2 separate regions of the Pan troglodytes genome follow, and region 2 is linked to region 1. A link is a contact called in public Hi-C data. All regions are on one chromosome and are shown on one strand. Each heading gives the region's core, a stretch centred on a gene start, on an enhancer-like site or on the middle of the called end of the contact. The rest is flanking DNA. Distances are from core to core; before and after follow the strand shown. Region 1 holds the start of IL13 (interleukin 13). Region 2 holds the start of SOWAHA (sosondowah ankyrin repeat domain family member A).

Region 1 (5,945 bases), core at 2,255-4,754:
AGAGGGCCCGAACAGGTTGATGACAGTTGTACAGGGGGAAAAACTCCATTCAGGACAGGTGACATTTGGACAGAAATAGACAGGGTGGTTAAATGTGTGGGCTTTGGAGTTAAAGTGAGTTTTGGGCCCCAATCCCAGCTTTGCTCCTTTACCTCAGATGAGGCTCTGAGGCCCCAGGACCCCAGTGAGGAAGTAGCTACGTGACCTTAGGCAAACCGCCCACGCTTTCTGAGCCTCACAGTTCTCATCGGCCTCCTGGGTTGTGAGGGAGACATGGATGTGTGGGTGGTGCCAGACACAGCTGGCCAGTCCTCAGGAGATGTGATTGTGAGACTTCCTGGGTCTCCGTCTGCTCCTGATGCCCTCCTTGAACCCTGACAGTCTGGCCCAAGCCTCTCCGTCCTTGCTGGTGCAGCAGACAGAAGGTGGGGCTTCCTTCAGGCCGTGTCCCCACCCTCGGGAGCTAGCTTGCTTTCAGCCCAGGTCACTGCACCCCACCCTCGCTGTAATCCATCCCAGTCCCCTCCTCCAACCCACCAGCCTCCCGAAGAGCTCCTCAGAGTCTTCAGACCGCAGACCAGTGTCCCCAAAGGCCAAAATGAAAGACAAATACAATCAGGCCTATCTGTCACCAACTTTATTTCTGGCTTCAGTTTGACAGTCAATGAAACAACTTGTTCAATGTCCCCTCCCCCAGTGTTCAAGGTACCCTTCTATATATTAACTCTTTGCTAACATATTTAATATTTAAATACAAGGAAAAACAATAAATTACTCGTTGGCTGAGAGCTGGCTGCTGGCTGGCAGACAGGAGCGGCTGTTCTGCCCCTCTCCTGACCCTGCCTCGGATGAGGCTCCGAGGCCCCAGGACCCCAGTGAGGTAGCAGAATTCTGTACACAGTACTTATTACCAGGGACTCCTGGTGTCCACTGCTTTAGTGCTGGGGCCCTGAGTCTCTGAACCCTTGGCTCCAAGTGCCAGCAGCCACAGTCTTCCCCAATCCCCAACGCTGACAAACACACTCATTTAAATAACACACAATAATAAATAAGGCCAAGAAGAAGTGTGCCTGAGCTGCTGTCTGCCTCAGTTGCCTGTGTGTGAAGTGGGTCCCTCTCCCACCACATGTCTGGCAAGGGGGGCACCCACTGTAATGCTACAGTGTGCTCTAGGGCAGGGGAGGGGTGTAGGGACATGTCATCCCTGGGTCCACCGAGCTCAGGGCCCTGGACAGAGGAGGCCCACCAGGCTGAGCCCTGGGCAAGGGGAAGGCTGGGGTCGGCTAGGCTGAAGACAGGCAGCACAGGCTGAGGTCTAAGCTAAGGAATTTTACCCCTCCCTAACCCTCCTTCCCGCCTACCCAAGACATTTTTGACATCAGAAAGAAAAATGAATCTGCAACTTCAATAGTCAGGTCCTGTCTCTGCAAATAATGATGCTTTCGAAGTTTCAGTTGAACCGTCCCTCGCGAAAAAGTTTCTTTAAATGTAAGAGCAGGTCCTTTACAAACTGGGCCACCTCGATTTTGGTGTCTCGGACATGCAAGCTGGAAAACTGCTGCAGGACAAAGAGGCCAGCACATGAGTGGAACGCCAGAGGCCGGGACGACTCGCACAAACCAGGGGCTTTCCAGGGACTGTCTCATTCAGTCCTCACGGAAGTCCCCATGAGGTGGGTACTGTTAGTACCTCTACTGTACAGATGTGGAAATTGAGGCCCAGGTAGGAGTTAGGAGCCCTTGAGCCCAGATCCTGTAAATCCCGAAGGCCACGTCCCTGCTGCCACAATGGCCCCACCCCTGGGTGGACACACACCATGGATATTCAGCCAGCTTCCCTTCAGTGAGCCCAGGGTTGGCAGGAGGGGGTGCAGGGTGGGCGTGAGAGGGTGGGGGATGCCTTACCCCAGCTGAGACCTTGTGCGGGCAGAATCCGCTCAGCATCCTCTGGGTCTTCTCGATGGCACTGCAGCCTGACACGTTGATCAGGGATTCCAGGGCTGCACAGTACTGTGGGGAGGGGACACCGAGGGGTCAGGCCCTGCTTGGGCAGCTGCCTTTTGTGAGTCTGCAGGAAGATGGGGCTGAGATGCCTGGTGCAGGTGAGTCTGGGTGGTGGGCGGGAAGGGGCCAGATTATGGCGGGAGGGAGGAGAGCACTTGAAGCTTGCTTGGGACCCCAGCCATGGAAGGGAGGCTCAGAGAAGATAAGCCCAAGGCCTGGAGCCTCTGCCCCATCCTCCCTGCACCCAAAGGTCCTTACCACGCCAGCTGTCAGGTTGATGCTCCATACCATGCTGCCATTGCAGAGCGGAGCCTGTGGGAGCAAAGTGACAGTGAGCAGAGTGCTGGCAGGGGTTGTGGGCCTGCCCTGGCAGCCCAGGCCAGGTCTGCACCAGCACAGGCCCCACAAGCATCCCTGGTGTGGCACAGAGGCAGGCCTGGCAGCCCCTCAGCATTCCTGAGCTTCGTTTTCTGCTTTGAACAGCAGGCATAGGGGTGAGGTCCCACGGTTTAGGGTCTTGGAGCTGAGAGAAAAAAATTGATACCACTAGTAAGGGACAAGCTGCATGCAAGGCTTGCCATAGTCAGGGCAGGAGGACAGGGGCCTGCGGGAAGGGCCAGGGTGGGGACGAGTGAAGTAGGAGTGGCCTGGGCCACTGTTGACCAAGACAAATCAGATGGGAGGTGGTGGGGATCTGGTGTATTAAATGCCCTGCCTTCTGATGGTGAGGGAACACTGCAGTTAGGAGCATGGACACTCTGGTGTTGGCCAGGCCTGGCTTGAATCCAGCCTCTGTCACTTAACCTCACTGAACCTTAGCAGAATGGGTTCATCGTACCTGCCTCTTGAGGTGGCTGGCAGTGATGAAATGACACATAAAGCACGTGCACCAGGCCTGGTGTAAGCAGTGCTCAGACATGTGAGCTGTTACTAGTGGGGCAAGGAGCGGACTCTACTAACGAATCCTCCTGTAAGGGCGGGCCTATTACGGTGCTGGGGAGAATGGCTGCATTGTTATGGTCCAAATCCAGTTGGCAAATGCCACATGGTTCTGGGAGGGTGCTGGCCCTTCTCTGCTGTCCTCTGTTCAGGAATGGCTGAGTAGGAGCTGGCAGTGGCAGACAAGGCCAGGCCAGGAGAGCAGGTAGTCCCTGGGGAGTCTGCCAGACACCTTCATAGGTCCATCCACAGTGCTGAGCCCCCCAGCCCAGCTCCTCTCTCCCTCATGGCTGGGCCGGGCCTTGGTCCATGGAGATTTTTCCTGACCTACAGGCATCTTAGGACCAGGCCCAGCCTGCTCATGACCTCATCTTGGGAATCACCCACCCTGGAGCCCTCATAGCTAGGACCCTGGCTAGCCGACACTCACCTTCTGGTTCTGGGTGATGTTGACCAGCTCCTCAATGAGCTCCCTGAGGGCTGTAGAGGGAGGCACAGGGCCTGGGGAGGCAAAGCCGCCAAGGCAAGTGAGAGCAATGACCGTGGTCAACAAAAGTGCCATGAGGCCCAGTGCCAACAGGAGAGGATTGAGGAGCGGACGCATAGGCTGGGTGGCTTGTGGCCTTGGCGTCTTGTGGCAGCTTTTATAGGCCCAAGTGGTGACGCCTGACACCATGGTCTCTGCTTTTTCAGGCACTATCTAGAAACCACATCTTTACTCATCTTGATTTTACTTTGTGGAAAATCCAGTGTCGCTTAAAGGAAAGAGTTTGATTTCTCATGGACTTATTGAGAAGGGTCCAGGGCAGAGTTTCCAAGATCTGGGTGGGTTTAATTCCAGCGGCAGGCAAGGGGCCCTGAGAGCGGCGTGGCATTTGCAATGCTGCCCTGAGTTCCAGCAGTTTTGCCTGTGACAACCCTGAGTACCTGGACAGCTGACCCAACTCTGAGCTCCTGTCCTCAGACCCTTTTGGGTCACCAGAAGTGCTGAGCAGATAGTCTTAGTGCACTGTGGCTGTGACCACAGTCTACCAGCTATGGGAATTTGGGGAGTTTTATTTTTTCGATGAACCAGTCTCTTAAATTACTTAAGTAACACTTGCTTGGATACAAAATTCAAACAGGCAATAGAAGAGCAAAGTTCACTTCTTTTGGCTTGCCTAATTCCTCCTTGGCCCCACTGTGAGAGGGATTGTCAAAGTTCAGATTTCCAGGTCTCCACTGAGAGATCCAGAAAGATTCAGAGGTCTTTCTGGGACCTTTTTTGGTGTTTTTTGTTTTGTTTTGTTTTGTTTTTTTGGAGATGGGGTCTTACTATGTTGCCTGCCTAGGCTGGCCTCCAACTCCCAGACTCAAGCGATCCCCCCACCTCAGCTTCCAGAGTGGCTGGAAGTAGTGTGCACGTGTCTGGCCCCTTTAATTTAAAGTGTATGGGCCATCCTTCTGGGAAACTCTTAACTGGGCCAGGCTGGCAGCCTTAGTCCAGGTCAGAGATTGTAAGTGTTCCTAGTGCCACTGGGGCTTGGGGTGATCCCCTTTGCTCACCAGTCTCTGCAGGATCAACCCCTGCCATCTGGGGGCCTCAAATTTCCCTTCTGCAGAATGAGTGCTGTGGAGGGCGGCTCCTGGGACTGGCCCCTGCAGCCATGTCGCCTTTTCCTGCTCTTCCCTCATTTTCCTAGAAGTCCTCCAGAAACCCCCACAGCAGAGGCCACGGCATTTGCCTGTTGGGTGTTGATGTCAAGATTTCTCCCCTACCCACTTCCTCCCCGAACCAGCGCCTCCCCAGGCCCCCTCTCTGCCTGCTCAGGCTCCCTCCGTCCTGTCCTCGATGGGGCTCAACCTCCTCACAAGGGTGTGCTTGTGACCCTCCTCACAAGGCATGCTGGATTCCCGCTCAGAGGCATCCCAGGCTTGCCCACCCTCTCTTCCCACAGGGAACGTCATTCCCACCCTCTCTGTCCACACTCGAAGCTTCCCAGCCCAGCTGCTGGCTCTGACTCCCAGAAGTCTGCCCCTTCCCCTCGAGGGCCCCCAGTGCCTGGAGAGCCGCTACTTGGCCGGGTGACCCCTCTACGGGCCTGTTTCCTAATCTGTAGTAGAGGGCCCACGGCATCTCCCACAGGGTCTCCGTGATGGGGGAAGGAGCGGGGAACTACCTTGGTCTGTGCAACTCCCGGAGCCCCGCCCGGGTGAGTCAACGCGCGTTATCCCCCATGGCCACCAAAAGCCCTGCCGGGAGCGGTGGGCAGGGGCGCCCCCGCGCGTGGGAGAAGGCGCTGGCGCGGCGGTTGCGGCGGCGATGGCCCGCGGAGATAGGGGGGTGGCCTTATGTAACGGGAGATGGGCCCGATAAGCGGGATCTGCGCGGCCGGGCCCTCCTCCGCGGCCTCCGGCTGTGGCCGGTCCGGGAGGCAGGGGTGGGCGCGCAGACCGGCCAGTCTGGAAGCTGCGGAGGCTGGCGAGGGGGCGGCAAAGGTGGCGGTCCGAGCGCCAGGCAGGGCAAGGGCCGGCTGGACACCCGGGCCAGCGGCTCCCCGAGCGCCGGTGCGCACCGGCGAGGGGCGGGAGCGGCCGAGGGGCCGAGGCGCGCACGTGCCGCTCCAGCACCGGCCATGTCAGGCCGAGGGACCCCGCGGGCCCGGCCGAGCGGCAGCCCCTGCCCTGGAGGGTGGTCTCCAGGGACCAAGGCGTGGCGGGCTGTGCGGAGAGGCGCGGCACAGATGGCTACATCAGAGGGTCTGTTGCTTGTTTCTAGATTGTCAGCGGGGATCCACTCCCGTGCGGGTAATTTTAATTAACACTAACTACCAAAGGGCCGCTCCGGGCACTTGGCGCATGTGGCTCGCACCTGCCTGCAATGCGCTGCGTGGGACGCCCGCTTATGGCCATGGGGAGCCTCTCCGCTTTGCTCTGGCCCCGAAGCGCTGGGATTGGGACCTCCCTTCCTCCCGACCAGCTCATCCTGGGAAAGCTGGGGTTGCTTTTTCGGGTTTCTCTGGA
Region 2 (5,945 bases), core at 969-3,468, 160 kb before region 1:
TCCCACCTCTGGAGATGGGTCATGCTTCAGAAAGAAGCTGGAGGTGCAGGCCCATCTGGGTAAAACAGGCTGCCCTGGACAAAGCTGGAAACAGAATGAGGCTCCAGGCGTTGATTGGGCTGCAGTCTTGGGCGGGTTTGGACTGCGACGAGCAGGCCACGATAAATCAACCAGGTGGTAGCCCCAGGGACCTTCAGGTTGTTGGAGGCAAACTGGGCACTAGACCAGCTAAAGGCCCCGGAGTAGGTCGACGAGAGATTTCTGAGAAGGCTGGCAGACCACCGCGGATCTTTGTCTTTTTACGTGGAGCCATGGGCGAGGCGCTCAAGAACTTGCTGAAGGAGCTCGACTTCTTCAAGCCTCGGGCCAGGTCCTGGAGCATGAGGTCGTCAGCCAGGACGCCCAGAAATGCACTGGTGGTGGAACTGAGGATGGTGGCGGCCACCTGTACGGGGCGCCTGGCAGCAAGACTGCCACTTCCACCACCGGTCGCATCTGGCTCCGTGGTGCCTCGCAGGCCTGGATCGCCAAGAAGGCGGCGCAGCGCGTACGAGGAGCCGGGCCGCAGGTACTGGTAGGCGCGACGCCCGCTGTGATCACGCACGTGCACCTGGGCACCCAGACGCACCACCAGCAGCACGGCAGCGTCCTCGTGGCCGTGCAGCGCAGCCAGGTGCAGCGGCGTGTAGCCGCCGTGGGAGCGTGCGTTCACGTCGACTGGTGCGCCACTGCGCCGCGCGACCTCCACCAGCTGCAGCGCCATCTCGCCGTCGCCGCTCTTGGCGGCCCAATGCAGGGCCGTGAAGCCAGACATGAAGTCGCGCTTGGCCGCCAGGCCGCGGTCGCGCAGCAGCAGCCCGTGCAGCTGGTGGGTCCAGCGGCCCCCGGCAGTCCGCACGAGCCACTCGTGCTCGGACGGCTCCAGGGGCACCGCGGACGGCGGCGGCGCGGCGGGCACCTCCTCGGCGTCAGGGCTCAGCAGACGCGGGCCGGCGCGCGACAGGCGCCTCAGGTGCGGGGAGCGGCCCGGGCCCAGGCCGAGGCCCAGACCGGACTCTTCCACCGAGAGCCGCCTCAGCAGCAGAGGGGAGCTCCGCGGGCTCGGCTCCTCCGACAGCTGCCGGCGCAGGCCCGGCTCCTCCGCCCGGAGGCGGAGCGTGGCGGGGGCCGGGACGCAGCGCACGGGCAGCATACAGGGCTTCTGCTGCGGCGGCCCTTTCGCTGCCCCGGGCCCGGGCTCCGCGTCTGGCGGATCAGAGCAGGGCGATGCCGCCTCAGAAGGGGCCCTAGGCGGTGGGGCCGCGTCTGCGGAGAGTCTCTCGGTGGCCTGGGCTAGCTCAAGGGCTGGAAGCGGTGGGTCGGCGGACCGCTCCCCGGGCGGCTGAGCGGGCTCGGAGGCCGGCCCCCCCGGGGTGTCCTGTGGCTCTGTTGGCAGACCCAGGTCCCCTGGCGGCTCCACTGGCCGCGGCACCGGGACCAAGGGCGGAGCTCCCGGGGCAGAGGCGCTCCGCGGCAAGACCGTCGAAGTGGGTTTCGACGGCTGGGCCGCTGCCCCCGGGGGGCCGAAGGGTGCGGGCTCGGGCTCCAGGGGCCGGGGCTTCTTCCTCAGCACCACGAACTTGACGCCGTCGACCTCCTTCACCACCGCCACGTTGTTGACGAACTGCTTGAAGCGGTCCCTGCGAGCGGCGCGGCCCCGCGGGTCGCCGGCATCGAGCAGCGGCTTGAAGCGACTCAGCAGCTCGGAGTTGCGCACCTTCCCCCCGTGCTCCTGCAGGAAGCCCAGCACCGCCGCCTGGCTCACCCCGGCAGCCGCAGCGGCGGCGGCGGCGGCCAGCGCCATGGTGGGGCCCTGGGTTCCTGGCTCCCGGGGCGGGTGGGCGCCGCGTCGCCGCGGGACGCGCGCGAGCGGGGTTCCGGGAGGCGCGGCCGCGCTCACCTGGTGCCTTCCCCGCGGCCAGCCGGGCGTGTCCCCGAAGCTGGACCTCGGTCGCGCCGGTGCCGCTGGGCCGGGGCGTCTCGGGGCGAAGGGCGCCGGGGGCCGCGGGGAGCGCCCACCCCCAGCGCCCCGCCGGGCCCCGGCCTTCGGGGTAGGTTTCTGCCTTTGTATTCTGTCCAATGGGCGCCTGCTTCCATCCCCCGCGCCGCGCTCGCCTTACAGGTGACAGCTGCCCCCGCGATGCAGAGGGAGCCGGAGCAGAAATTCCCGCCGCCCCCCGCCCGCCCCGGAATTAAAGGCGCAGCGCTCCAGCTCTGGTCTCGGTTGCTAGGTGGGTGTGTTCCCTAGGGACGCCGCGGTCCGCCAAGGAGGAATGGATTTTTATTCCTTTAATAAACATTTAACCACTGCAAAACACCAAGCGATGATTTCAGAACAATCTTTTTTTTTTAAAAGGTCGTCAATACCACTCCAGTTTTTTGTTTTTGTTTTTTACTGTGTTTCATGCAAGAAAACGGCTTCATGAGATTTACAGCAAAACCAATTCACTCTGCGCGGCAATGCACGTAACTCTAGGTTTAGAGAGACGTTTTCAAAAGCAATTTTCTCATGGTAAGAGAATACATTTTCACGTAGGATTTGGGGTATAAAACCACAGGAAACATAAACATAACAGGAAAACAGAGGAAAACATAAAGAAGGAAAAAAATCACTTGAAATCACCATTAACATTTTGAAATATCCTCTCCCTCTCTCCCATGTGTGTATGTATGTTTATGCTTTAAAGTAAGAAAGCAATGTGGAGTCATGCCATGGTTTTAAACCTTCGTTTGTTCCACAGATAGGTATTGAGCACGTAGTTTGTGCCAGGACTTTTTTTTTTTTTTTTTTTTTTTTTTTTGGCTAAGATGCATCAGTTAGCAAGACAGATTTAAAAACCCGTGACCTAGTGGGGCTCATATGTTGGAGGAGAACAGAAGCATATGGTGAATCCGAAAACTATATGATATACTAAATAAATGCTATGAAAAAAGCACAGCGGGGTAAAACGGATGAGGGTCAGGTTGCAATTTTGATCTGGGCAGTCAGGATAGTACTCGTTGTGAAAGTGACATTTAAACAAGGACTTGAAGGAGATCAGGGAGTTATGTAGATGGGGAAGAGGTTTCTAGTTGAGGGAACTGCCTGACAGAGGTAGAATCAGTTCCTTAATTTAAAATGCAGGCCGGGCGCGATGGCTCACGCCTCTAATCCCAGCACTTTGGGAGGCTGAGTTGGGCGGATGATCTGAGGTCAGGAGTTTGAGACCAGCCTGGCCATCATGGTGAAATCCGTCTCTACTTAAAAATACAAAAATTAGCTGGGTGTGATGGCACGCACCTGTAATCCCAGCTACTCCGGAGGCTGAGGCAGGTGAATCGCTTGAACCCGGGAGGTGGAGGTTGCAGTGAGCTGAGATGGTGCCACTGCACTCCAGCCTGGATGACAAGAGCAAGCCCTGTCTCATAAATAAATAAATAATTGCAGTACTACAAATATATCTAACCAGAAGCAGCATATTGTAGTAGCTAAGAAAACAAGACTCTGGAGTCAACATTCTACACTTGAGTTCTGGCTCTACCTTGGGCAAATGCCTTGACTTCTCTGTGCCTCAGCTTTCTTGTCTGTGAAGGAATGATGAAAATAGTACTTACCTGCTCAGATGGTTGAGAGGATTAAGTGAGAAAATAAACACAAAAGACTTAGCATAATGCTTGGCTTACAGTAATCATTTGAATTATTATTAATAGTATAGTCACTACTATTAGTATTACTGAAAAGGAAAACAGAAGACTAAAATGTAAAGGGTCCCCTTTCCCCAATCCAATCCCCAGGGGCAATTTCTGAGTTCAGCCCTGTCCCCAAGATGCAAACAATTTAAACATTTCCCCCTCACTTTATATTGTGAGCATTCTTCCCAATGACAATAGCTAGTCTTCAAAAACATACAACTTTTAATGATAGCATCAAATAAATGTAGTATTATACTTTGTTTTCTTGTTCTTCATTGTTTATATTGTTTCTAGTTTTTAATTCTTATAAATGATGCTGTTGATATATAAGACTTTGTGCACCTTTCTGAGTAATTCCTTAGGATAGGCTCCTAGGAGTAGAATTCGTAGGGCACGCACCATCACACGCAACACCATCACACCCAGCTAATTTTATTTTTATATTGCCCAAGCTTGTCTCAAACCCTTGGCCTCAAGCGAGCCTTCCACCTCAGCCTCCAAAGATTACACGTGTGAGCCACTGCATCTAGCCTTACCCCCCCCCCCCTTTTTCTTTTGAGATGGAGTTTTGCTTTTGTTGCCCAAGCTGGAGTGCAATGGCACAATCTTGGCTCACTGCAAGCTCCGCCTCCCGGGTTCAAGTAATTCTCTTGCCTCAGCCTCCCAAGTAGCTGGGATTATAGGCATGTGCCACCATGCCTGGCTAATTTTTTATTTTTAGTAGAGACGGAGTTTCACCATGTTGGCCAGGCTGGTGTCGAACTCCTGACCTCAGGTGATCCACTCACCTCAGCCTCCCAAAGTGCTGGGATTGCAGGCGTGAGCCACTGCGCCTGCCCTACCTTACCCATTCTTTAGACTCACCTCAAGGCCCGCCCCTGTAAAGCCTTCTGCAACTGCCTCAGGTGTATCGTGCTCTGCATTCCTCAATAATTTATTTCAACAAACATCTATTGGATATCTTTGGGTGCAAGGCTGTAAGCCAGATACTCTGGGTAGAAGATACAACCTGCCTTTGAAGAGCTTACTGCTTAGTGGAGAAGAGAAAAACATTAAGTACAATTAATTATGTGACATAGCCAAATGAAATGAATGCTCCAGGTACTTATCAGAGCACGTGGGGGATGGGGGGTGAAGGGGTGGGGAAGGATAGGGAAGAGGGAGGACTGGGACATCTCCAAGAGGCAGGCTATGAGAACAGGATAGGTGAAAGCTTGAAAGTGGGACTGTGGGCCGGGTGTGATGGCTCACACCTGTAATCCCAGTACTTTGGGAGGCCGAGGTGGGCAGATCATGAGGTCAGGAGATTGAGACCATCCTGGCTAACATGGTGAAACCCTGTCTCTACTAAAAATACAAAAAAAATTAGCCGGGCATGGTGGCGGGCACCTGTAGCCCCAGCTACTTGGGAGGCTGAGGCAGGAGAATGGTGTGAACCCGGGAGGCAGAACTTGCAGTGAGTCAAGATAGTGCCACTGCACTCCAGCCTGGGCAACAAAAAAAGAAAGTGGGACTGTGAAGGCTGAATTCAGGGTAAAGAGTGTCCAGTGTGTTTGAAGTTCAGGGTGTGTGCCAGGGATATAGAAAAATATAATGTTGGAAAAGTCATCTGGGGTGATGGGTGAAGGGCCTTAAATGGTAGTTTGGACTTTGCCCTGTTTGCAGTAGAATGTCATTGAGAGCTTGCTTTCTTCTTTTTAAAAAGTGGCTTTATTTTCTGATTATAGAATTAATAATAATGTTTTTTCCAATTCTCAATAGTTTCTAAAATATAAAAAGAATATGTCACATGTTAGAGAGCCACTTGATATTTTTTAGTTTATGCTGTGAGGAGTTTTTCTCTGTACATCCATAGATATATACACAACCATCTACACCATTTGGTACACATGGGATTAGACCGCATGTTGCTAAGAACCCATGTTACCTTAGTCAAGACTGGTGTGGCGAATGGGCATAAGAGGGGACCCTGGGGAGGTAGTGGCAGGGTCCAGTGGAAGACGGTAGGGCTTATCAAGCTCGGACAGTGGATGGGTGCCAAAGATACTTCAGAAACAGAACTTGCATTATATTGTCTTGTTTTCACTTTTAAAGTTATATTCCCTTTGTTTTAATTTTCATTTCAATAGCTACTTTTTATATTTTATTTTCCTACCTTTTTCTGGGCCAATTGTTGTGTTCCTTGAAAAGTCATTTCCATGATCTCATAGGTAGTGAAGCCTCAACTTGGACTT

The links. A called contact is a pair of places that touch in the nucleus more often than the background predicts.
Region 2: a Hi-C map of induced pluripotent stem cells shows a contact between it and region 1, with 1.7 times the contacts expected there. The contact joins the promoter of SOWAHA here to the promoter of IL13 in region 1. A contact is called at or near these places in 2 of 7 Hi-C or Micro-C datasets (blood and induced pluripotent stem cells).

The regions. Positions count from the first base shown.
Region 1 is chr4:130,413,947-130,419,891 of NHGRI_mPanTro3-v2.0_pri, reverse strand. It overlaps IL13 (interleukin 13), which reads right to left and starts at 3,504. Exons shown (of 4, transcript NM_001008992.1): 1 at 3,373-3,504; 2 at 2,262-2,315; 3 at 1,905-2,009; 4 at 1,451-1,558. The coding sequence starts at 3,504. The coding sequence ends at 1,451.
Region 2 is chr4:130,567,679-130,573,623 of NHGRI_mPanTro3-v2.0_pri, reverse strand. SOWAHA (sosondowah ankyrin repeat domain family member A) reads right to left here and starts at 2,218. Exons shown (of 1, transcript XM_003310814.5): 1 at 1-2,218. The coding sequence starts at 1,843. The coding sequence ends at 194.